2 separate regions of the Zea mays genome follow, and region 1 is linked to region 2. Evidence: chromatin contacts called from public Hi-C data. All regions are on one chromosome and are shown on one strand. The core of a region is the stretch at or near the end of the contact, and the rest is flanking DNA. Distances in the headings are between cores, read along the strand shown.

Region 1 (7,039 bases), core at 229-2,728, 350 kb before region 2:
ACTGCTCCTTCTTGTTGGGCAGCCGCGGCGCCACCCCGGGCACCTTGGTGACCACGTCGCCGGCGTTGACGATGCGGAGGACGTTGACCTTGCCGCTGCTGGCGAGCCTATCGACGAACGCGGCGTTGCCCACCTTGGGGCCCCCGAAGGAGACGACGGCGACGGGGGGCGCGTCGGGGATGGAGGTGGCGACCTCGTCGGCCACGAGGAGCGCCAGGGCGGCGCCGAGGCTGTGGCCGACGACCGTGATGCTGAGCTCCTCGCCCTTGTACTTGTCCATGAGGCGGCGCACCTCGTCCATGACCTCCTCGGACAGGCTCCTGACTTTGTCCCCGGCCGTCTTGTAGAGGCTGAGGAAGCCCCGCGCCACCTTGGGCTCTGGCTCCGGCGGCGGCGTGTCGGCGCCGTCGCTGCTGTCGCCGCCGTCGAGGGGCACGAGCGAGGCGCGGAGGTTCTCGGCCCACTCGAGGCAGGTGGCGGTGCCGCGCAGCACGATGGCGATGTCGCGGCGGCCCATGCGGGCGACCTCCCGCTCCGACTCGCAGACGGCGACGTAGCCGACCCAGTTGGACTGCTGCGTGAGCCACTCGGGCGTGTTGGGGCGCTTGGCCCACGGCGGCATGGACAGCGCGGAGGTGGCGAAGAGGCTGCGCGTGGGGCGGTAGGAGCGGTCGGGGAGCATGAGGCCGCGGTGCCTCGCCGACGCGGTGGGCAGCGAGTGGAAGGCCTGGTACGCGGCCTGCACGAAGTCGCCGTAGCGGAGGAGCTCGCGGCGGAGGTCGGAGTCCAGCGGGTCGAGCAGGCCCTCCCAGCCGCCCTCCCCGTGGAGGCTGCGCCAGCGCGGCGCGATGGTGCACCGCGGGGAGGCCCGCGGGGAGTCGGCGGAGAGGAGCTGCTGCATGTGCATGAGGCTGCGCGGCGACATGTGCTCGTCGGCGGCCGTCCGCGCCCGCATCCCGGGCATGGGCACGAAGAAGGAGAGGTTGAGCGCGTTGAGCAGGCCGTGCCGGACGTTGAGCGGCTCCTGCTCGCCGTCCTGGCCCTGGCCCTGGCCCTGCCTGCTCGCGGCGGCGTGGCTCGCGGGCCTCGGCACCTGCGGCGGCTTCCCGAGCACCTTGTCAAGGTTGGCGATGTGAGCCCTGGCGCCGTCCGGGGCCGCGGAAGACCCGCCGCCGCCGGGGCTGGCCGAGCGGAGCGCCTGCGCCGGCGCGTTGGGGTTGAGCGGCGACGGCTCCCTGCGCGGCGCGGCGCGCGGCTGGACCGCGGGGCTGGCGTGGCGCGGCGCGACGTGCACTGGCGCGGACGTGGGCGCGGTCACCGCGGCTGCAATTGTCATCGGGGTTCTTGTTGTTCCTCCTCCGTCGGTGGCGATGTACTTGTGGTGTCCCCTGTGTGTAGACTTGTTAGTTGTTACTGGGAAGGAGGAGCCCCGAGCAGAGGGCAGAGCTAGCTAGCTTCCGAAATGTGAGGTGACACGGCGGGCGACGGGTTTTTATAACCGGGGTGGAGGATGGGAAGCGGCCACGGCGGAGGGTGATTTATTTAATGGAGTGGTTGCCACTAGCGAGCGATTGGGACGTGGCGATTCCATGGCCCCGAGGGAGGCACAGACACGCGAGACAAGGTCGCAACTCGCGCGGGAAGCCCTGCTCTGCTGGTCAGGGCGCGGCACCTGCCGCCGATCCTCCCGATTCCCGAACTGACTCTGCCTCTGGCTGCCAGCTGCCTGCCGACTAGTCCACGACCCTGACACTGACAGCCAGCCAGCCGCGGCAAGCTAGCTACACGCCTACGCGGTGCGCGGCGCGGGCCGGGCGGGTGCCTTGGACTTTGCCGCCGCCTTGACTCGGCGAGCGAGTTCCGTCAGCTCCATGCATGCGCGAGCAGGAGCAGATAAAATGTTTAGTATTCGCCGAGGAGAGCGCGTGTCCACATGGCGGTGCGCACCCAAAGTCGCGTACGGTATCTGGTCCGGGTCCGGTCTCGGTAAAATGTTTAGAGCTAGCGGAGGACCGCGCGTGGGCCTGGATTCACACACACACACACGCATCCGGGGGTCCGTCCGTTCTCCGATGCAAGCAGCGTTGACTCTCTAATCGCAGTGCAGCTAGGTAGGAACAGGAAGGCAGGCAGCTAATCGGCTTGTCAGGTCAAACCACCGTGTTTGTCCCAGCTACCAGTAGCAAGCCTCCGGCTTTGTTCCCGGATCGACGACGTGATGGCCCGATCAGATCTAGCTCTCCCATCCGCCGCAGACACGCATGTTCGAGCAATCCTTAAACGTCCGTACCGATCGTTTCGCGTAATAAACAAATCGTGTCCATATAATAAGAACAAGTCGGTCTGGTCCTAGCTACCTTGGTTTAGACGAACGTCAAAGGATTCAAAAGAAATCCAAATCCTTGCTAGGAGGAGGAGGAGTTGGTTGCCAAGTTTTATTAGTTTTCCGTATGTACGTCCGCGGACGGACCGGGGGGCGTGCCGGTCGTTGGCCCAGGATACGCTTTGAAACGCAACCGCACTATAGTTTGAACTGGGATACGATTAGGAGGAGGTCAGTCAGATACTCAGATCCATCCAACTCTCGCTAATTAACCGCCTCGTGTGGTATGGTATGGCCATGGCCCATGGGACGGACGCAGGGCATTGGCATGTGCTGCGGTCCTACTTTGGCGGTCCAATCCAGTCGGTTTCCGCGCTTTGGCGGCTCGCCTTTTTATCCGTTCGTTGCAGACAGCGCTGCTGCTGCTGTAGTGAAAGACGTTTTCAGCAGGAGCTGCTTTTCCAATTGTTTCCCGTTTCTTTTTTTCCCTGTCTCCCTCTCTCTTTCGTAAAAGAACCTTTTTTCTATTAGAAAAACAATAAAACCAAACAAACATGGTGCTCGTGGCGTGGTTGCGACTCCTTTTTTTTTTCAAGTTAGGCAGCGGTTCAATAACCTGACCCTGAGAGTGGATCTGCGAAGCGCGAATCACCTTCGTCTTATTTGACGCACGGGAGGTCGAGACGAGGAGAAGCAGCAGAGGCGCATGCGCGTGGGCAAGTGACCTGACGCGCGCGCACTCCGAGCGCCGAAATGTCAATGGACCAAGCATGTGTGATTATTTTTATCCAGGTACTAGAGGCGTGTGATCAAATGGTGCCCGGTGATGGCCAATCAGCTGGCAGGATGGTGGATTGGTCTAGCTAGTAGTCGTGGGTCGTCACCGTACTACGTGGTGAAAAACGCCATGGACGACGACGGGGACGAGCAACAAGGGAGGGGGGACTACGTCGATAAAATAAGGGGATAGCTAGCCATGGCGTGAACAATGCAGTGTGTGATGTGAGGAACGTGATGGAAAGCGATCGATCGGGGTCATTCAGTTGCCAGCGGCAGCGATCCCCCGAGAAACGAAAGCGCGGGTGAGTTGAGTTGGCCACGTACGCTAACCACCACACGGCCCACCCGGGATGGCCGGACGGATGGGTGCCTAGGCTAATGCACGTCGCCTTCGTGGGACCGGGATGTTTAGTTGTTTCTCCGTCCCCCACTGACTTCGCCACTAATTAAAAAACTGGCCCCTTTTTTTTGTTTTGGTTCAGATCGACACCGTAGTAGCAAATGTTCTTTTATACAAAGTGCGCAATAATACCGGCTTGGGCATAAAAGGAAACGGCGTCGCTGATACGACCTTCATGTTATTTTTCTACAGCGTTGACATGTGCCAGTACTAAAGCGTGTAGTAAGTTTTACGTTTCTGGTATATACTCTATCCATTCCCAAAATAGTAGTCGGTCTAGAGAATTTGTATGTTTATGCAAATTTTGATGCATGTGATTTATATATGAATCTACATCTATCATCATTTATTTGAATATAGAAATGAAAACCAATAGCTAAAACCACTACTATTTTGAGACCGATGGGGTATTTATGATTTAATGAACTTGGTTGTATAATGTAGTCCCGTAGCTGTCTTTTACACATGAAAAACCGATCTAAGAGCTTGGGTTTGTATATGCCCTAATGACCACATTGGTTTAAGGTGTCGTTTGGTTCACATATTGGTAACGTGATGGATAACCTATAACGTTAAATTATGTTTGTTTAAGTTCAACCGTAATCAATACCACACTAGAAATGGATACAGGCTTATTCAAACTTGTTAACACCGGTATTCGAGTGTGAATCATTATCATTACCATTTACGTTACATTTCATGAACCAAACGTCACCTAAAGGTCTATTTGGGACCCCTACATCTAAAAATTAGTAGGCGTAATAAATTGTTAGCTGAGTTTAGCCAGTTAACGAACTAATTGTTAGTTGTGAGTTAGCTAACAATTAGTTGGAATATTAGCTATAGGTGTTTGGAACCCTAACTATTAGTTTTAGAGGTTCTAAATAGAACTATAGAAGAGTCTATATCAAATATAGATAATATATGGTCGAACGTGAAATAAAAAAATAGTTATTCACGATCACTAGACATGTATAATCTTAATTAATATAAGGTCTCTAGAGAGGTCTCTTGGGGCTAATTGAAAAAATATAACGGACGGGCTCTTCGTCAAGAATATGTCTCTACACGTTTCTCCATAAATAGTCTGTATTTATAATCTAGAGTCTCATGGTTGTATCGTGCAGCCTTCGTAGGTAACGAAAATCTTCGTATGCCTTAAGGCTTTGTATTGTAATTTTGTTGATGAAACTTTCGGGCATAGAACGAAAGTGATCAAACAACTTCGATCTTCACATATTATTATATTATTTAGAGCTAATTTGGTGACCAGAAAAATAGAAAGGATCTATAGAGGAGGTCTCCTTGCTCGAAGTGAAGTTGGTCCTAAAAACAGATGCTCTCATAATCTGATATTCAAAAAGTAGAAATGCTCGGACCACCGTGAGACGGACACAGTTTTTGGATCTTGTTTCCGAATCACCAATGCAAAAAAAAGGGAAAAAAAAAAAGAAAACGACGCCACCATCGTGTTCCGCGTGTTAAATTTACCAGCACTGTCGCTTTTGTGGTGGACGGGTAAAGCGCCGGGCTTTTCCGGGCGAATCTTGCGGGGACGGCGGCGAGGTGGGCACGGCCACCACACTACTCGACTTTCCGTGAAGCCGGTGCCAGAAGGAATGGCCGTGTTGTCGCGGTGCTGGCTGCATGCACACACACCCAGATCTCGCACCGTCACACGAACGCGTTCGTCGATTGGTGTTCGGCAGTGGCAAAGCCGGCGGTGCATCTGTGCAGCAGGGAGTACCACAGCTCGGAACTAGGTTCAACTTCGTACTTGAGATACGATGAGATGCTGGAGTGCATGTCCATGTCCATCGTGCGGTGCCCGGCCTCGGCCTGACTGACCACGCGGAGCAGGAGAAAAGGACCCAAACTATTTTTGCCTGCTTTTGTAGATATATTGAAGTGATGATTCGTGTGCTTCCAGGTGAAGTTTCTGGAAAGCCAACATAAATAAGCTACCATATTATTTCAAGGAGGTTTTTTTTTTTTTTGAAATTTTCAGTGCCTCACGATCAGCGGTGGTGCGCATGTGCCCCAACATCGCTTCGCCTGTCAAACGTTATCTCGCGCTGACACACCACAGAGGACACAGCAATTGGCGGTGGTGGTGGGCCAAGCGGCGTTCTTCTCCATGTCAAAAACGCACTAGAGGGCGTATCAGTATCACACCCACTCGAAGCCCACAGACCATTGCAAGGCCACAGGACAGAGGCACCGTCACCGTCACCGGGCACAATGATAAGACCACTCAACTAGCCAAAAAGGAAATTTGTTGCCCACACACGCATTTCATCTCACTACGAATACAGAGTTAAAAAAAAAGACATTACAATAACTGTTCACAAATGTAACGCGACTAATAAACAGTAAAGTAGAAAAAAAATGAAGTCTTGCTGTTTGCTCCTTAAGTTGAGAGAGCACGGATAGACTTCTCTCTATGGTGTTCTTAACATTTTTTCAGCTCTCTACTCATCTGGCCAACGAACAGATGCTATCAGCAATAATGCAACAAATACATTTGCATGCTCGCACAAACGGTAGTAATAGTCACAAGGAACCAGAGAAATCAGGCAAGCTTAAGACGAGCAGCAAGACGTCTTCTGGTTGACGGGTTGCCCGCGGATCTGCACCGTCGCTGGCCTTGCGTTGGCCGCGGCTGGTTGGCTGGCCATCCTGAGAACAGCAGCAAGAAGGATTTCGTCAAGCACAGTAGAATATCACTATAGCAATAGCACATTTGCCACTTGGTACGGCTTTACCTGTCCTTGATGGATGCAGCCATAGCCATGAAGGCCTGCTCCACGTTGGTGGCGTTTTTGGCACTCGTCTCCATGAACGGGATGCCCATCTCATCAGCAAATGCCTGGATGGTGTTTTAATCAATTGTAAATGTCCAACGAACTCCCAAGGGAGTGGTGAAAAATGGGGAATTGATAACGTTGTCATGTGATGAAATTGGATAACTTACCTTTGCTGTCTCAGTTGCCACAACTTTGTTGGCAGTTAGGTCGCTCTTGTTCCCAACAAGGAGCTTGTTAACATTGTCACTTGCATAACGATCAATTTCATTTAACCATTGCTTCACATTATTGAAGCTTTCTTGGTCTGTCACGTCATATACAATCTGCAAGCAAATAATAAGCCAATATCATAGCATGGTCAATATCGTTGACAAGTTTCAAAAGTTGCTAGTTCAGGTGGCCAACTTACAATGATTCCATGAGCTCCACGGTAGTAGCTGCTAGTGATGGTCCTGAAGCGCTCTTGCCCAGCAGTATCCCACTGCAGGAATTACAAAACTATGTCAGCTGAAGGAATACACAATAGTTATATCATAAACATAGTTGTGTTTTTCGAATTTGAGCCATTGTTTATTACTATGGACTGCATTTCCCTTGGTTCATCAATGAATACACTAGATTATGATATTGTAGGCTTGTAGCTATAATTCGACCACTTGATGCCAAATATCATTTCCACATTTAGAGAACAATGGGTCCATCTGCTAAATAGTGGGAACATATGTTACT
Region 2 (6,074 bases), core at 3,326-5,825:
TAAATGCGGAAGCTTAAAGAGAAAGGTAGATATGCAAACTCCTTGTGTACGCCTAGGACACACATCAGCGCGAGGACGTGTGGAACATATTGTGTTGCCGACACAGTCGTGGATCAGCGGGATACGTGTCCAGGACATGGGGATACGTCTGGAGTATGCAACTCACGACAATTTTATGGTTGATTCTCAAAACCACTCAACGCTATGGATGATGGGTTTCACCAAGTTTGAGCCTAAAAACTTGGCGGTGCGGTTCCGGAGCGAATCGGAGGTGACACATGGTGTCATCGCGAAGGGTGAGTTGAGACAAAGCAACTTCATGAAGAGTGTGTAACCGTCAGATCAAAATCCCAGGAGTTGGTCCATTTCGCCCCCGGCTAAGTGGATAAACCACTCGAGTGGATTTCGCGTCTGGCCCCGAACTAACCCACCATAAATGACTGGCTACATTAACCACGCCTGGCACCAAGCCACAACGTGGGCACCGGTCCGCTTCCCACTCATGATCTACGTGCCCCGGAAAGCGACGCGGTAATGGCACACACGACCCTCGGCCTGCGACGCACTTGTGGCCTATCGGACTAGGCCTAGGTGCGCATGGCACTAAACAACGTGCCGCGCCGAGCCCCAGGCTATGGAAGCTAGAGGCTGACGTAGCCCGAATGATGACGGCTGGAACCATCGCCACCCACACGTCATCCACCACGATAAATACACGACAACCAGATAGACCCAAGCCCTGCAAGTAAGAGTGGTCTCACCTGGGGGTAAAACACTGGTTTTATCCTTGCCTTATGGCTCCTTCCCAGAGAAACCATTGTTGGCTGACCCCTCTCCTGGCCTATAAAAGGGAGAGGCTCGTCTCAGGGCAAGGAGGGGATAGAGAGACAACCAGACACTTTCAGACGGAGACAAACCCACAAGGACAAATAGGAGGAGGAGAGCCGACGAGGACCAGGAGACCAGAGCCCCGTCAAGCCAAGACTTAGTTAGAATTGCACCTTGTAGCTTATAAGCTCCACTTCCACCCCGATAAGAGATACGAGAGCCTCTCTTCCCTCCCTCGGCTGCTTGTTACCCCTACTACAAGTTTGATCAACAATGGTGCTGCTAGCGCAAGCCACCGATGACTGAAAGTAGGGATATTTTGTCCGAACCAGTATAAATCTTATGCCCTCCGCGCACACCCTCCGGAGCTCAAAACGCGTATAATAAATTTACTTTGGAGCGAGATACAAAACACCAACACTACTGGTTTTAGGAGTTTTTTTTTGGCAGTACACCGCTTTAAAAAATGATGTTTGGTGAGCTCTTTTCTTTAATAGAAAAGCCAGAGCCGGAAGGCTACCAAACGGGCTCTTAGCTGTTCCATAGCGTCTCTGGCTATCTGGTGTTAACAGCCGGTTACGCTGCCTCCACCAGTAACCAGTAGTCCAGCACCAAGAAGGCACTGAAGTCGAACGAACTAGAGGGCTGAGGGCTCTGGAATTACAGGAGGGGAAGCTCAACGAAAGACGGAGGGAGGGAGACGGCAGAAGATGGAGGGGGCAGTTCGGTTCTGTTTCCCAGTAATTGACGGATCGGTTCTTTTTGTACTAAAACAAAAAAGTTGCCGAGGCCCATGGACCATAGAGTTGGCGGCCCAACATCTGCCTGAGTGACTGCACAATATATAGACATGCTCAGGGGCAGCTTCAGTCAGGACTTGGAGATCGCTGCACGCTGACGCTGCTCCATTTTCGTGGATCCCGACTGTCCACCGATCCAGCGGTGGTATCTCCACTGCACCAGCTCCAGTCCAGGGTGCCTGGGATTTGAAATGGTTCTCTCTGATCGCTAAGCACGAACCGATACGTCGGTGGCATGCATGCATGGAGGAGGGAAAAAAAGGAAGCGCTTCGCCGCTTCCCACGCGGCCACGCCTCGGGGAGAACAGTGACCCGGTGCCGTGGTGCGCTGCACTTGCACACGTACTGCGGCCACACCTAGGCGGGCGCATCTGCCTTGCATGTGCGATGCTGTCTGTGCCCTAGATGACTCAGCCGGTAGCGAGAATCTTTCGGAACACACGTTGCGGAGCGAGCGCACTCTATCGAAATATAATAATAATAATGTATATATCGATCGAGATGTAGGTGTGGTCAACATCGATATGTGACCTAACCTAGGCCTGCGAATCAAAGCTCCTCCGTTCGGTAGAGATTTACGTTTACCCGGTTCCGTGGCCAGTGAAGTAAGAATTATTGGAGTCGTGACCACGACGCAGCGACGACAGCTTCGCTAGAATCAGCGACACATATGTAATAACTAGTAGACTTTTTATGCGCAAAAGATTTATAGTAGTAAAGATTCAAAGTAGCCACATTTCCTTGTCGTTACGGGCTACAGTCCTCCGATCCATCCAAATATGCCGCTCCAAGCACACAAAGCCCATACTACTCGAAGCACGGGGCCCTCTGACCCGAACATGCCGTTCCAGCAGCTTGCCTGCCAGCCCCGGCGCACCGGCACTCCGATCCGGGCAGACGTACGCATCATCACATCCCAATCCCGTCCCGTCCCATGCCCCCCAGGCACCGGCCCGACACGCCGGTCGGTCGCGGCGACCTCACACAAAGGCTGCGCCCTCCCGCGCGGGCGCCCTCGCTCTCGCCACACGAGGCGTACCGCGCCGCGACACCGACCATCCGATCCGCGCTCACCGCATGTGGGCGCCCCCGCCCCCCGCCCGATCCATCGTTTTCCGCCTCCCGCGATGGGAGCGGCTGCCGTGGAAAGTGGGGGTAGCAGGAGCCCAGGGCGGCGGTGTCGGCCCGTGATTCGGTGATCCCCCACACGCGGCGAGGGCGAGCCGAGCCGAGCGAGACGCCTTTTTCCCGGCTGGGGAGCTTTGCTCGGCGGTGCATCCCGGTGGTTTAGGAGAGATTTGACATTATGAAACAGGACGGGTGCGGTTTCGACGAAATAGAGGCTCAGGCGGGGGTTTCTCCGTTATAGAAAAGCTGGGCATAGCCAACACTCTAAAATGGACATGACTATTCTATTAACAGGTTCAGAGCAGTATTAGTCTCGTTGAAACCAGGTTCCGTCCCCAGCGCCGTCGCCGTCAGTTCTCCATGGCTAGGTCTCCTCCATACCCGTCGCGTTCTCCTCCATACCCGTCCGAATGAAGGACGCCGCTGTGCGGACGGGTAAGCCGCCGGAAGCGCGCCAGCTGAGCTGCCGAATGCGCCCTCGGCGATCATAATCACGACGGCGACGAGGCTCATCTTGGCCGCCAGCCTGGACACGAAGTACCCGCGGACGAAGCGCCGAGGGCGGCTACCGGCAGGCCTTCGAGCCCGTTCTTGGCGGCCCAGGACCGGATCACCCGCCTGGCGACGTCGACCTCCTTCCCCGGCGACTAGCACTCCCCGGCGCTCGCAACGGCCAGCACGGCGAACCGCCTCCGCAGCGCGCGGTCCGTGATGGCGACGTCCTCTGGCAGGCCGACGCACCCCGGGCAGCGCGGGGACGGCGGCCAGAAGTTCTCCGGGCGGCAGCGGCAGCCGTGGGCGACGAAGAGAAACGCCCTGGCCGGCCCCGCAGCGGGTAGCTCCCAGATGGCGCGCGCTCTCTCCATGGCCCGCCACCTCCTGCCGCCTGCTCCACCTCCCGGCGCTCCTCGACGGCGTCGAGCTCGCGCAGCGCGCCCGCGCCCTCCTCTCCGACATCGCGCGCCGCCACATGGAGCTGGACACGGTCGTGTTTGTTATTTGCTGTACATCAGGCACGGAGCTTCAGAATGCTTCTTGTAACCCTGGGATCTACTCAACGTGTTTGTTATTGATCAAGAAACTCCCTTGCCTTTCCGCGCTGGGAGATCAATACCGATCTGACTGAGTAACTATAGCCTCGACCCGATCTATCGATGCATGCAACTTTCTATAGTTCATACTGAAGGCTGGTTCTCCTGCGCCAACAGCCCTGTGTAGAGCAAATATGTCGATCATAGTGTTCGTGAGTTCAAATTGTTCTCAGGAACTAGGATCTTTGCTCGAATGCTTATAATAATTATAAGTAATTTATTTAAGTAGCGTTAGTGCTGATTCAGACTTACCCATGAATCTCAGGAAGCACATACTCTGCTTTCCATCCAATCCTCAAATCAAACCATGGGAACAAGCTGAGTTTTGATGAGGGCGCAGCGGCCGAGCGCCTTGACGTCGCCGATGCGATTGAGGACGTCGAGCAACACTGCGTCGTGGAGCCGCTCGAACTGGTCGGCGGACTCGGCCTCGCCGCACGGGCACTCCTCCTGCTGCTGCCGCGCCGCCTCCATCCCACGGAGGTTGCAAGCAGCCAGGCACACATATCGGGATCGGGGAGAGGAGCGCGCGTGCTCGTGCTCCCGCCACCTCCTGGCTCGCCGCCGTCCGCGGCCATCTCGCCGTCCGAGTCCGGCACCGCGGCCCCCTGGGGATGACGGCGCTGAAGACGGCAGCCGAGCGGAGGAGACTTATTCTCACGGCGGGAGATTAATTAGTGTCCATAACAACTAATGGGATTTTTATGTCCATATCAGCGCTTGGCCGTCCTCTGCGTCTTCAAATTGTCGAAGCCCTTCCCTATGCCTCCATTTCGTCGAAACCAACTCTGTCGTGTTCCATAATGACAATAATCTCGGTGGTTTAGACGTGGTTAGTTCTGACCACTGTACGTGCTGGGGCGTGTACTACGTGCCTTCGTCTTTCGATCGCTACCTGCTCGCGTGTAGTATGAAAAATGTGCCGACGAATTAATGCAAAAATACTCCGTACTAGTTTTTAAAAAGGAGATGGGCGCTTTAAGCGTAGTCTCAACTGTCGCACATCAAATGATTAGCGTGACGACGAATTCGCTGCCTTTTGAAGAAAACAAAGTGGGTGGGATTAGGTCCTACAGGTCCACTGAGGGACGGGTGTTGAACTGGTAGTGGTAGTTGCATCGCATGCTGGACCACACCGTCGTGCTGCCTCAACGGTGCGTGGTAGAGCGGGCCTGTTCGTTTATCCAGAATTCCTCCAAATTCGTTCTAGCTGATAAAGCTGGAGTATATAAATTAGACAAGCAATTTGCTTAAGATTCGTTGGAACATGCCCTAAGAGAAGAAAAAAGAAAGAAAAGCCATCGGCAACTCCAGAAAATGACAGCTCAAGCGATCCGACAGTACAGTCTGCTTCCCTTGATCTTTCATGACGCTCTCGGGTGGTTCAACAGAAACAGATTACCCACCAACGAAAATGTTCTCCATAATTGGGTTAGACAATGCATGCGTGCTGAAAATAAAATCGAGCCGCCTGCATGCCTCTAAAAAAAAGAACTTGACGGCAGCAGGAGTATGTGTAGCGCCGAGACTTGTACTGTATAAGTCTATATAGTTCTAAAACAAAACAAAAGTAGTTATTATATATATTTGTGCCCAGTCCAAAGTTATAACACGGTTATTGAGAGCCGATTCTTTTTAATATACTCGATAGTTTCAGCTTTAAATTTCATGGAGCTAGGCTGGAACCCGTGATGCCTCCCTCAGTGACCTACATTAACACGAAAACACGCTGACCTACTCCTCCAAACATGCCGATCCACTCCTACAACCTAGATTACCGGAACGTCCAATAAAAATGAAAATTTTAGTTTTGCTAAGGCAAACCGCCTTAATTCTACCAGAAACAAGTAAAAAAGTATATTAGGATTTTTATAGTACATATCGTTAAATCCGTAAATATTGAATTTGGAGGAATTAAGGGCAGGCGAAAGAGAATATATGCCCCCCCCCCAAATTAAAGGAATAAAATGGGAGGGTATAGTTTAATTAAAATATAGTAAAGAGAAAAGGCCTCGGGGGAAAAAATAAAAAGGAGAGAAGAAAAGCGAACCGAGCAAGCAAAGGCAAAGCCGGAAGCATTTCCCTATATTGATTGATTTATCCAAAGCAGCAGCGGCAGGAGCACTGCACCGTCCAGCACACACCAGCATTGTCCTGAGGCCTGAGCAGCGCTGCGCCGCCCAACCAGAACGACGAAGCGGAGCCAGCGCCAACGAACCAACTAACC

Evidence for each region. A called contact is a pair of places that touch in the nucleus more often than the background predicts.
Region 1: a contact with region 2 is called in a Hi-C map of ear, with 2.1 times the contacts expected there. The contact joins the promoter of LOC100281723 here to the promoter of LOC103627492 in region 2. A contact is called at or near these places in 4 of 25 Hi-C or Micro-C datasets (ear, endosperm, leaf and 1 more).

What each region holds. Positions count from the first base shown.
Region 1 is chr5:195,418,699-195,425,737 of Zm-B73-REFERENCE-NAM-5.0, reverse strand. It overlaps LOC100281723 (triacylglycerol lipase like protein), which reads right to left and starts at 1,478. Exons shown (of 1, transcript NM_001154643.2): 1 at 1-1,478. The coding sequence starts at 1,336. It overlaps LOC542396 (ypt homolog 2), which reads right to left. Exons shown (of 9, transcript NM_001111971.2): 6 at 6,720-6,791; 7 at 6,478-6,633; 8 at 6,269-6,372; 9 at 5,765-6,182. The coding sequence ends at 6,086.
Region 2 is chr5:195,070,610-195,076,683 of Zm-B73-REFERENCE-NAM-5.0, reverse strand. LOC103627492 reads right to left here and starts at 4,575. Exons shown (of 2, transcript XM_008647783.3): 1 at 4,100-4,575; 2 at 3,615-3,966. The coding sequence starts at 4,425. The coding sequence ends at 3,864. It overlaps LOC100274345, which reads left to right and starts at 6,039. Exons shown (of 9, transcript NM_001148705.1): 1 at 6,039-6,074.